Linked DNA regions of Zea mays: region 1 is linked to region 2. Evidence: chromatin contacts called from public Hi-C data. All regions are on one chromosome and are shown on one strand. The core of a region is the stretch at or near the end of the contact, and the rest is flanking DNA. Distances in the headings are between cores, read along the strand shown. Region 1 overlaps LOC100216715 (CDP-diacylglycerol--serine O-phosphatidyltransferase 1). Region 2 holds the start of LOC100191394 (Glycosyltransferase family 61 protein).

Region 1 (6,409 bases), core at 2,285-4,784, 360 kb after region 2:
GCGAGGAAGGCGCTGACAAGCGGGACCCGCTTGCTAGAGAGGGCGAGTGCGGCTGATGGGTGGGGTCGGGCTGGCAGCGGCAGAGGGGAGGGGAGCGCGGGCGCGCGGGAGATGGGCCGCTTGGGCCACGAGGGGGGGGGGAGGAAGCACGGGCACGCAGGAGAGAGAGAAGGATTGGGCCGGAAACAGCCCAACCGAGGGGGGAGATTTTTCCTTTTTCTTTTTCTATTTCTTATTTCTATTTCTATTTCTGTATTTTTTCTCCTTTTTCTTTTGAACCATTATTTAGCTATATATATTCTTAAGTGATAAAAAATATATTCTATGTGAAGTGCTTCTAACAATCAAGGTGTATGCATATGATGAAATGTCCTACGAGGTGGAGTCTAGGGAATAATAAAAAAGGGGGGTTAGGAGATTAGGGTTTCTAACCTTGGGGTTAAATTTTGGGATGTTACAGAAGGGGTCGACGGCGACGACGACAGCACAGGGGAGGGGTGGACGGCGGTGGCAACATGAGTGAAGGAGAGGGGGTGACAGGGAAGCGGGAAGGAGGCTAGGGGCAGCGAGGTCACGGGGCAGGGGCAGGGGCAGGGAGAGGGATGATAGATGATCCAAATAATATTGATTATTATATTTGAGTGAGTAAAGGTGAGGGGGTTATGCAGCGATCTGAACCATTGGTTTTGATGATATGTTTAGTTTGGGTGTAATTTATTTGGTAGATGTAGTGAAGGTTATGGGTGTGGAGGTGATTTGGTTGGCTAGGTTTTGCAAAGTTTAAACTATTGTTAGGTCATATAGTGGTATAGATTCACAGCAGGGGCTAATCTCTCATGTTATGCCATAAATAAAAATAGCAAAATTTATATACTACTGACAACACGTAGGGAGGACATCCACTGCCTGGAAAACACAGTGAGTTTGTTCCTTCTATCTACACATATAGATAGAACCAGGTCCCATGGATCGGTACTCGCACTACACTAAAAAGCATGGCCCACCTTGAGTTCTATAGTACCAGTGCTAGCCACGATCCGGTAGTAATTCCATGCTTGGGCCACCATACCAGTGTGTGGCGTCAGCCCGGACACGACACGACCTATAAAGTTGACACTGTCGTGATACGATGCTCTCGCTCCAGTTGTTGATCAACCTCCCACCGCTCCGTCTCAAACATTGATTTAATCATTCAGAGGGAAGGGTATATAAATCATATCGCATCCATCTCTCTGTATCCGCTTAAACCCTAATCAATGTACCATGCCACTCTCTCGCTCTCTCACTCTTCTCTCTTGGCTCTCTTTGGCTGTGACTCTCCTGCCTCCCCTTTCGTCTCTAGCCTTTTGTCTTCTTCTCGTCCTCCAGTGGCTTCTTGAGCCACTAATGTTTGGTATTGTCTCATTACACAACCATCTATACCCCCAATGCTCGTGTTTCAACTCACGTGCACTATATCTTCATCTACTCTCACTACTCCAACCGAAGGTATAACTCCCAAGTTTTTCACATTCATCTAGTGGTTAATGAGCGAGGGATATCCTAAGTTTATTAAGTACTATCATTGGTATCCGTTAGCCTAAGATCCCTAACCCTAAAACTCTAAGAACCTTCGGTTTCATTCAAGCCTCGAGCAAATCAAAGTCTACAAGTAGGAAGTAAGGTATTATTTGAACCAAATCGAAGAAGACAAAAAAATCATAAAACATCAAATTAGCAAACCTTAACCCTAAGTTTTGAAAGAAATATCTCAGCCTAGTCGAGGGAAACAATCCCATGGTGACGGTAGAGCTCGCTGGTGCGGCCTGCAATCGTGGCCCCATGTTGTGCCCGTGGCCTTACGCATTGGTAGTGTGCTCACTTGCTAGGGACGCAAACAGACGGGAATAGTTAGGAAAATCCTTCAACCACTTTCAAATCCTTATTTTAATCTAAAATCAAGAATAGGAATATGATCATCGACCGAGAAAACGAAACCTAGAGTAACAAGGTCACGTTAAACGATACAATCGATCGGGAACACATCGATAATGGTTGGAAACTGAAAATTAAAATTGGGAATATACCAATGCATCTAAATGCTCCAAATTGGGAACACATCGATAGCCTGTGGAGTCTCGACGATATTTCCAAGTATCGACAAGGAAGTTGTGCCTCTTGCTTAGGAAACATGTCTATGATGACATGCAAATCTTTAAAGGAGCACCAGATTGGCGACAACGAGCATTTATCTGAAGGGGGCGAAGGGGAGAAGAAGGGCCTAATAAATACGTTCTTATACTGAAACTCGTGAAAATTACGTAGTATGAACCTTAGAAGTTGCAATGACATGACAAGGTGAGATTCATGTTCCCTTAAATGATTAATCTTACAACACACATTACCAATAAACAAGTCAGAAAGGAGGGAACTAGGTGTTCAATGGAAGTTAATTATGCAAAGACCTTCATAATCATATACCTTGGAAGGTTCTCTTGACAGGGGCAGATATAGAGCAGGGACGCAAAATGTCGATCCATGTAGCAGTGATATTGTTCATCTATTTATAGAGTCAAACAACTATACATACTTGTATAAAATTACAAATTTTCCCTCCATATTACATAATCGTCATACACAACAATAGGAGTATAGTTTCATCATTTTACGTCATTGATGTATTGTATATGACTTCTCTTGTCCCTAGAAGGCTTCAACTTTTTTCGTTGGTCAGAAGCTTCGAAGACATTAGGGCTTCGATACTTTGAAGGCGTTAAGGCTTCAACTTCTTTTATCTATCCAAAGCTTCAACTCCATCCTTGGTCCGAAGTTCCTCTGTGTTTCAGATTTGATTTCGTTTGTTACCCTGAAACTTTAAACTGGACAAGGCTCTAATAATATGGACCTTCAGTAAGGGGTTCTCCCCAACAACAGCTCTGCGCTTACCATAAACCCTCAATATCTGGCTCAAAGGAAACGAAATCCGATTTACCTCCCTCGTTTCTGATATGGACCCACGTAAGATGACTGATGTGGTTCCATGTTAGCTAAAACCACTAAAAGAGGTAAATTAGACGATTACAATAGTTTGAGATCGATTTTATAGTTGAATGTGGTAAATTGGACTACTCCAACAGTTAGGGCCACTTGGGGGTCCCTATCTTTTCTTAGGGTGAACAATTCTAGAGGGTGTCATTTGAATAAGACATTTAGTTATTTATGAGATGGTTTTTCTCTTTGGATCTGGGCCCACTTGTTTCCAAACTGGTCCAGGCAGAACTTGAGGAAGAATGAAGCAGGATATATTTTATATAACAAAAATGAAGCAGATTGGATTGGACTCACTTCACTCCTGCCAAAGTGGAGGTCCGCCCTGTACTCTCGAAAGGACAGGGAATTCCAAAGGACAGAAGAGAAGAGGAAGTGTGGAGGCCGTCTTGGACTAGTGGAGCAAACATATAAGAATATCTACATTTCATAGGCCTGCTAAAGGCCTGGAAGACTATGGAGGAGGACCAACCTAAACTAATGGCCCAGGCATGGACAAGAATACATTCATCAGCCGTACATGCCTACCAACTATCCTCACACATCAGAATGAAACACCTGAGTCAGCAAACGGGCTCACACCATGCAACACACAACACACACAGATAGGACTATATAGTCTGCTGCTTCACTAAAAGGAAACGATGCAGTTAATTTCCGTGCCCACGTCAGTGTTAGTGTCGTGCAACCTGCAGATATGGTTTCCTGGGCCATCGAGAAACATTATTCAACAGTTTGGGATTCGAATCCCATTATTTCATAGGTTGTTGCATCAAGGGTTCTCCACATTTAAGAGACGGCCAACGAAGTAGTACGCGGCAATACAGACGAATTAAAGGGCCAAAGGGGAACCAGTATCCTACTTCGCTGACGGAAAATACAAAGACAAAGAAGGCATAGAAATTTCTCATGGATAATCCTCTTCAGATCACCAAGACTTGACTGCTAGCACATGTACACAATTTGAATAAATTTTTATGTACACGATAACACTAAATCGGGTAAAGAATGGAGGCAAACAAATCATTTTTTTGGTCACAATTATATCATTTTCCTTTTCATTGTTCGGTATTTCCACGTCCACACAAAGAGCACGAGAAGCAAGGCGACTGCTGACCAGAATGTGATCAGCCACGAAGGCATTGACTTTGGAAACAGACCTGCACAGGACACCCCCCCTGCAGTCAGCGCGCTTCAGACTGTACTTGCAAGCTACATATACGCAGAGGAGTTGGGAGCAACACTCACCGTGTCCAAACTTGATGCAGATTAGGAGCTCCACAATGCATATAGCCAGGGAAAGCCAGCAGAAGGATCCCACCTTTTTAAATGGTTTGCTGAAACCAATCGTCAAACAATTATTATTCCAGAAAGAAAAAAAAATGCCATAATAATTACTAATGGCAACACTTGGTTGCACTAGTATAAACTAACTTGTTGATTCCAAAATTTCATGACATGCACAGTTCACATGCTAGCCAGCCATGTCTAGTTGACAGGAACCATTTGTATACAATCACATGTACACTGTCAGCGATAGCATGTGAGCACGACAAATAGTGGAAAAGTCAGGGCTCAGCAGACCGAGCATCCAAAATTGCTCCTATCAGAACAATGATTGTTTGAGGTAAAATGGGCCATCCCGACTGCATACTGATTACTGCAAAGCAGCTTTGTAAATTCTGAACCAAGTGACTTCGAAATTATACCTGTCTTGCAAGTAGGTATTGTACTCGCGGATGGTTGGTATCGCGATTAACCACCAAAGGACCAGCCGATAGACAATCAAGGGGTTCCGCGGAGGGATCCACAGGCAGAACTTGAGGAAGAATGTGTTCAGCTCGACAGCCATGAAAACAACGCAGAGGCTCAGCACCTGGATGAATCTCCAAGGACCCCGCGTAGGGTGCCACTCATCCTTGTCCCACTGCGCTGGTGTGAACTGTCCCAGCATCCTTTTTACCTAAGGAGAAGAAAATGCTAAATAAATAAACAAACTCTGAGAAAAGGTCAGCTATAAATGTTAAATCAAAGATTCGAGGGCTGAAGATTAGTTTCTGAAGCACATATAGGAATAGCCAGTTTGGCCACGCATGTCTTCAAAGAAAATTACTGGTGGGAAAAAAAGAGAATAACTTATGGAGGCTATTATTTCTATTACAGCCATTAAAGGAAAAAGAGAAGAAAATCTGCATTTTTTATGTTAAGGCCTGTGTGTTATAGGTTATAGTTAACCTATCAAATATATACGAAAGTGCAAGGTGTTGCATTGAAAAACTTGAGATGCACTCAAACAACACAAGTATAGGCTAGCTAAGGGACATTTTAAGAGAACAGAGAGCATCTTGTCTTGGTTTCTCAGCACATCCCACATGCCCCGGACTCATCACCTTATCATAGGACTAAAGTAGGACAAACATCATGTACAGTTTGGGAGCCAATATGTTCCCTCAAAGAGGAACATCCACCAAAACTGGGAAATAGATCCAGCTCAACTGCATGCTCTGCAGTACAGCTCATTTGACTACACATCCAATGAACGCACCTTACTGATAATGTTGGGTTGGCGGCTCAAACCAACCCATTCGTATGTCCTCCCATCGAAGTACCGCACAGTTCTCATTCCAGTCCAAATACCTGAACCATAGACCAAATGGCCTCAGTCAATAAGTGCTGAAACCTTGCAGATAAATATGAATGGCTAAATTATGCCACAATCAGTATAAGACTTAGGAAATGCAAATAAAATTACACAGAGAAGAACAGCCAATAAATTGGAGAGGAACGATAAACAAGGGCAGCAACTGAGTTTACAGAGATATATGCATGAAAACATTCTCTATTCAGCAGCTGACCAAGTTCATAAAGTACAATTCCTGCAAAATTCCATAGCTTTGTTCATTCATCAAAACCTAAGATTTTTTCTAAACTTATACTCCCCCCATTCCAAAATAGTATTCGTTTTAGCTCTTGATTTTTATGTCTATATTTAAATGGATGATAATGAATCTAGACACATACAAAACACATACATCAAGTATTGTATGAATCCAGTAATTACCTAAAACGAATTTCATTTGGGACAGAGGGAGTATTTCTTACCTGAGTAATCATATTACAATGTTTAATGTACGAAGGACATGTACAAGAAAAGCACTAAGGTATTCTGATGTGCTAAATGAAGGTATTCAGGGGCTACCCAAACAAGCACATATAGAAAATTACTAAAACCACATAAAAATCTCACCAAACCAATTGCAGATCAATATGTCTAGGACAATGCTGTCCCACCAGCACTCGTTGAAATTTGGCAACATATGGCGAAAAGTGAGCTGCAATACATGTAACACTACATTAGGAACCTGGGTTTGGAAAGCACAAG
Region 2 (5,886 bases), core at 2,323-4,822:
CAGGCACTTGAAGAAAGAATGGTAAGAGGCCCAACCACATCCGAAATATGAGCTCCAACAATGATCGTTTCAAATTAGTGAAATTATGAGTATCACACAATTGTTACTTGGTACTCATCATTACTCATATATCATTATAGAGAATTTGGCATAGCAGAAAGTACCGAGTACCAAGAATCCTTGATTTATTCAAAAAAAATTCAGGTACCTGTTTGAAGTGTCGATAGACAAAAGGAGCCTACCAGCTCTTGTGAAGTTGAGGAGGCCATTTTTGCTAGACAACAACGAAGACGATGGCTCGATCTTGAGGCCCAATCGTCCTTCACTCGTCTCGGCATATGTGGACAAGTACCTTCATTGCTTCGTATAGTTGCAGATAGACTTTCTTTTAACCCATCCTTTTAGATCTTTTCTGCTTTCTCTACATCAATTCAGACAATATATCAAACAAAGGTTTCAAACCACAATGAGCATTGAAACTGCTATAGATACAAAGCAATAACACATAAAATAATCAAATTAGTTTTTTGGCAGGGGTGAACATTTTGGGCGAGGCATCGACAAGGTAGACAACCATCTCCTTGTTCGCCTCCCTCTCCTGGTTCCCCAAGAAAGAAATCCAGCACCCGCGAAAAAATGTGGTGTCACTGCATGGTCAAATCAGTTTTTTTCTTCAAAACACTGATTCGATAGAAGGAGAATAGGGAGAGAGAACGCAGCTAATAGCCAGTACGAACCTGGAAACTGTCTTCGTCTTCATCTCTGTAATGACCCGCAAGGTGAGCAGGTATAGGGACCAAGAAAATGTAAGCAATCAGCTAGCTGATGTACTCATACTCAGCAGATGTCAAAATCACTCCTTCCCGGGGTACATCCACAACCATATCTAAACAAACTAAGATGATCAAATCAGCAATACCAATCCTCCTAGCAGCTCACATTCATTAAGCCAATGCAGGTTGAAAAGGATAGGTACCCTGACACACATGCAACGAAACACTCACTCTGGGTGCCGACTGCCAACACGAGCAAAATCTCTGTAACTACTACTGTCTTAACAACCCATGACAGGAAACAGAATTGAAAAGCAAGCCCCGCAGTGCCGGTATTACCTTTGAGCTGACGATGACGACGCCTTAACAACCCTCGATGTGGCTCTGCAAGCAGAGGTGCTTTACGCCAAAGCCGCCCATGGATCAGTGCGCCTCGCGCGCCTACTCGCCAAAGCCGACGCGTCCATGCGGTCGCCCGAGATGGTGATGTAGGGGGCACTGATGGAAGGGATCACGGGGGTGGGGGCGAGGATAGCAGGGGCGGGGCCAGCTGCGGGGGCAACCTGGAATGGCGTTCGTCTAAGCTTGGAGAGCGAGGCAGAGACGCGAATCATGGAGGCACAAAAAGATCTCACTGAGCGGAATTTGGAAAGCCAGCAGCGCCAAATCGGTAAATTCGAAACCAGTTCCTTACGCAGATCCTCACTCCCCTCAGTTAGGCACATCACACATGTACCAATCACAACAATTCTCCACGGCTGCAACCACACAACAGATGAAACACGATGTCTGATCCGGCTGCCAACTAATCCAGCAGGAAATCCGCGCAACCCGGATCGAACACCGACTGCATCTAGAGCCCCCATCCGCGGATCTGAAACCCAATTCCCAGCGAGCAAGCGAGCCCGGTCATGGGGAAGTGGAGTGCTCACCTCAGATGGCCACCGCGCGCGCCACCTCCACCGACCGAGCGAGCAAGCGAGCTCGGTCGTGGGGAAGCGGAGTGCTCACCTCGGATGGCCACCGCGCACGCCACCTCCACCGACCACTGCTCCTTCGGCCCCCGCGATTCCTCTCGCGCCTCCCCCGCGCGAGGTTTTCTTCTTCCCCCTCTCCTCTTTGTTAGGAGAGAGAGACGGGCTGAGATTTTTGGGCGACGCCGTACGAAATGGATGTCACGTGGTGTGGTGGCCCGGTGCCTGGTGGGGCACTATGGCTGGCTGGCCTGGAGGAAATATGCTACTGGGGGCACGGCGAGGGAAGGACGAGATCCGCTAATGGGCGAGATCCATGGCGGAATCGCGGGGGCGGGTGAGGATAGCAGGGGCGAGGCCGGCCGCGGGGACAACCTAGAATGGCGTTCGTTGAAGCTTGGATAGCGGGGCAGAGGCACGAATCAAGAAGGCTAGGGGCACAGCGGTGGAATGGCGAGATCCGCTGGCGTATGGGCGAGATCCATGGCGGAGAAGGAGCGCGGTGGAGGTGTGCGGTGGGGGCAGACAGGGGCAGGCGGGAATCGCGGGATCCATCAGCGGCCGTTGCGCTCTGGCATGGCGAAATCTATGGCGGGTGCGGGGGAGGAAGGTGACGGGCTGCGGCCCGGAGCACCGTGGTGGAGGCACGGTGAAGCCGTGGACGCCCTCGCTATACCTTTAAGGTGTAGTAGAGATAAAGGCATATGTGATTTGTTGGCTAGATGGGTGTGAATATAGGTTTAGAGGAAACAACCACGGTTTGTGAATCCCATTTGTGTATAGTTTTAGCACTTTTACTATTTAAATATGGAGGAGCACGACAACGGTAGAAACCGTGAAACCATAGAAACTGATACTTTAATATAAGTAGAGAATACAAGATATATATAAGAGAAAACTCTAAAATATGTTTATTTTTATGATGTGTCACGTACTCACGTGATTATAGTAGGCTTTAAAATCCCTTGGATCAGTAATAGCAGAATGGGAAAGCTTTAAAATCCCTTGGATCAGTAATAGCAGAATGGGAAAGCATGCTCTTCTTGGCCAGTGGCCACGACTAAAAATACCCCCAAAAAATGGAAATGGCGGCATGCTGGCTTGGACCCAAATTCCAAGCCGGTGCTACGCGGGCGGGCCTAACAGTAACAGCAACCTGCGTGTGCGCGTCCGTGTGGACAATTTCGACTGGCACCGGTATTCCAGTAGTGGCCTTTTATGAGGGAAGGGAGAAGAAGATGAGCAAGAAAAGTTGGGTGTAAGCTGTCACCCCAAGACCTGATTATCAAAACCCTAACAACGCGGCACACTAGCACTCCATTACGGCATTATCCCATCGGATCATCATATTCCTAGTCCCCCCACATCTGCACATGGCACGAGCAAAGCCCGGCCGCTTAGTTTTTTTCTCAGAGTGGAGGCTGGTCAGGGGCGGCGTAGATTAGTGCAGAAAGGAGACGACCCCTGCATGCGCAATGCGCTAGATAATTATCCTACGAAAAAGGGGGGGGGGGGGGGGGGGGGGGCAAGGCGATTGATGCCACACACAGCCTAGGGTAGAGCTAGCTACAACTACAAAAGCAGACAACTTGGAGGAGGCCAACCCCAGCACACCTCCCTTTACCCTTCCTTCTCTCCCATGCAAGCAAGGAATCGAGGGAGGGAGGGAGGAAGCAAAAGGGGAAAAGCTCGTGCAAGACAAGCCGCCCTGCCCTGGGACCATTCCCACCCACATCGATCGTCAGCCAGAGAGAGGTTCGTTAGTTCCAGAAGGACACTGGACAGTTGGAGACAGCGAGCGAGCGAGCGAGCGAGCGGGAGGAGAGGAAGAAGAGCTAGGGGGCGATGGGCGGCGAGATGAAGCCCGGGAGGGGCCTCAGGACCTGGGCGCAGCGCCACCTCAACGTCACCTTCGCCGTCGGCTTCCTCCTCGTGCTGCTCACCTACCTCGTCGTCTCGCGGCAGCTCGCCGTCGCCGCGCCCGGCGGTACGGGAATTCTGACTTTGTTATCTTCCGTTCTGGTCCTGCACTGCGCGCCGATCACTGTTTCATATCCGTTCCCCGGCCGCACGCGTCTCTCTTCCTCTCTCCGTTAATTTTCGGCGAACCGAATGGTGACCGTGTCTTATTGCCTCTCGTGCTTGTTCGGTCTGTGCGTGCAGGTGCAGCGTCGAGGGTGGTGGCGGGTAAGCAGGTGGTCGTCAGAGACGCCGGAGACAACGCAGGTGAGCGTTTCTGCCGCCGTGCTGGGGTTCTTGATCGATCGATCGGTCGGCTCTACCTGCTGTTTTCGAAATCGGAGTCTTGAAATTCAGCATCACTGTCTTTCCTATACCAAATTCGAATAATCGGAACCTGGGTCTGTCTGGGTGGGTGAATGACACGGAATTGTCTGTTTGCCGAACGCAGAGGGCGCGAGCAAAAGGCGGCAGGAATGGCAGCCAAAACAGGCGGCGGCGGAGGAGGAGGAGACGTCCGGTGCCGTCCCAACGGAGGAGGAGGAGTCGTATCCGAAAAGAGATGAGGCCGACGGCAAACCGTCTGGTACGTGCAAATATCTGCTTCCAGAAACAACAAGCAAATACCCATCCCATCCCATCCCATCTTCTTCTGGCGTCTCCTGCCGCGTCACCGTTATCATCGTACCGCGAGCTGCTTTCATCGTCTCGGCCATTTCTGTCCCTCCCAACATATCGCAAAGATTCTGAATTCTGGCCACCGAAAAAAAAAGATGCCGAATTCCGGGGAAGTTTTCAGCACTGTCTACGTCTGTCACGCGGGCCCTGCGCCAAGTGTTCGTTCTCATTTGGTTTGTCGCGCGCGTGCAGCAGAGGCAGAGACGACGACGACGACGACGAGCAAGGCCGTGTGCAACACGGACGGCCCCGTGTCCGAGACGTGCGACCTGGACGGCGACGTCCGCACCAACGGCAGCGCCCTATCTGTGACGTTCGTCCCGGCGAGCCCGTCGGAGCGGCGGGAGTGGAAGGTCCGGCCGTACTCGCGCCGGACCATGGTGGGCGTCGACAGGGTCACCGTGACGCGGCTGGGGTCCCCGGATGACCCGGCGGCGCCGTGCGCGGTGGCGCACAGCGTGCCGGGCGTGCTGTTCGCGCTCGGCGGGCTCACGGGCAACTACTGGCACGACTTCAGCGACGTGCTGATGCCGCTGTACGCCGCGTCGCGGCGGTACGGCGGGGAGGTCCTGTTCCTGGTCAGCAACATGCAGCCGTGGTGGCTGGGCAAGTACGAGGCCGTGGTGCGGCGGCTGTCCAGGTACGACGCCGTGGACCTGGACCGGGACGCGCGGGTGCGCTGCTTCCGCCGCCTCACCGTGGGCCTGCGCCTGCACAAGGAGCTCGGCGTCGCGCCGGAGCTCACGGCGCCGGACCGGCTGACCACGGCCGACTTCACGGCGTTCCTGCGCGAGACGTACGCGCTCCAGCGCGGCGCGCCGGCGGCGGTCCCGACGACGGAGGGGAGAAAGCCGCGGCTAATGCTGATCCACCGCGCGCACTACCGCCGGTTCGTGAACGTGCCGGAGATCACGCGCGCAGCGGAGGCGGCGGGGTTCGAGGTGGCGGTGGCGAGCCCGCGCGGCGACGCGCCCGTGGAGGAGACGGCGCGGGCGGTGAACTCGTGCGACGCGCTGCTGGGCGTGCACGGCGCCGGGCTGACGAACGCCGTGTTCCTGCCCCCCGGCGCGGTGCTGATCCAGGTGGTGCCGTACGGGCGGCTGGAGCGCATGGCGCGCCGGGACTTCGGGGACCCCGCGGAGGACATGGGCCTGCGCTACCTGGAGTACAGCGTGTCCGCGGAGGAGAGCACCCTGCTGGAGATGCTGGGGCCGGAGCACCCGGTGATCAGGGACCCGGACTCCGTGCACCGCAGCGGCTGGGACAAGGTCGCCGAGTACTACCTCGGCAAGCAGGACGTGCGCATCGACGTGGACCGCTTCGCGCCCACGCTCGCGCAGGCGATGGACCACCTGCGGCACCGCCACCAGTGAGCCTTCATTGGTCGAACGAGCTGCACATGGAGGGAGGATACGTACATCATAACACATCTCACTCACATAAGGGACGCACATGCAAACTTGCGTTTGGCGGATAGGTTAGCTCCAAACTGTAAGTCATCG

The links. Hi-C and Micro-C count contacts between places; a contact is called where the count stands out from the background.
Region 1: a Hi-C map of ear shows a contact between it and region 2, with 2.7 times the contacts expected there. The contact joins the enhancer-like site here to the promoter of LOC100191394 in region 2. A contact is called at or near these places in 3 of 25 Hi-C or Micro-C datasets (ear and leaf).

What each region holds. Positions count from the first base shown.
Region 1 is chr3:26,501,172-26,507,580 of Zm-B73-REFERENCE-NAM-5.0, forward strand. It overlaps LOC100216715 (CDP-diacylglycerol--serine O-phosphatidyltransferase 1), which reads right to left. Exons shown (of 13, transcript NM_001143120.1): 9 at 6,275-6,359; 10 at 5,573-5,664; 11 at 4,737-4,990; 12 at 4,276-4,364; 13 at 3,926-4,187. The coding sequence ends at 4,069. Among protein-coding and RNA genes, the nearest start is that of LOC100216715, 8.0 kb to the right of the region's middle. Within about 2 kb of position 3,535, at least 18 of the 20 cell types and tissues checked have an H3K27ac peak or open chromatin away from gene starts, as enhancers often do. A contact at or near this core is called in ear and leaf, where this site is marked.
Region 2 is chr3:26,141,755-26,147,640 of Zm-B73-REFERENCE-NAM-5.0, forward strand. LOC100191394 (Glycosyltransferase family 61 protein) reads left to right here and starts at 3,573. Exons shown (of 4, transcript NM_001136828.1): 1 at 3,573-3,734; 2 at 3,911-3,973; 3 at 4,158-4,292; 4 at 4,577-5,886. The coding sequence starts at 3,593. The coding sequence ends at 5,757.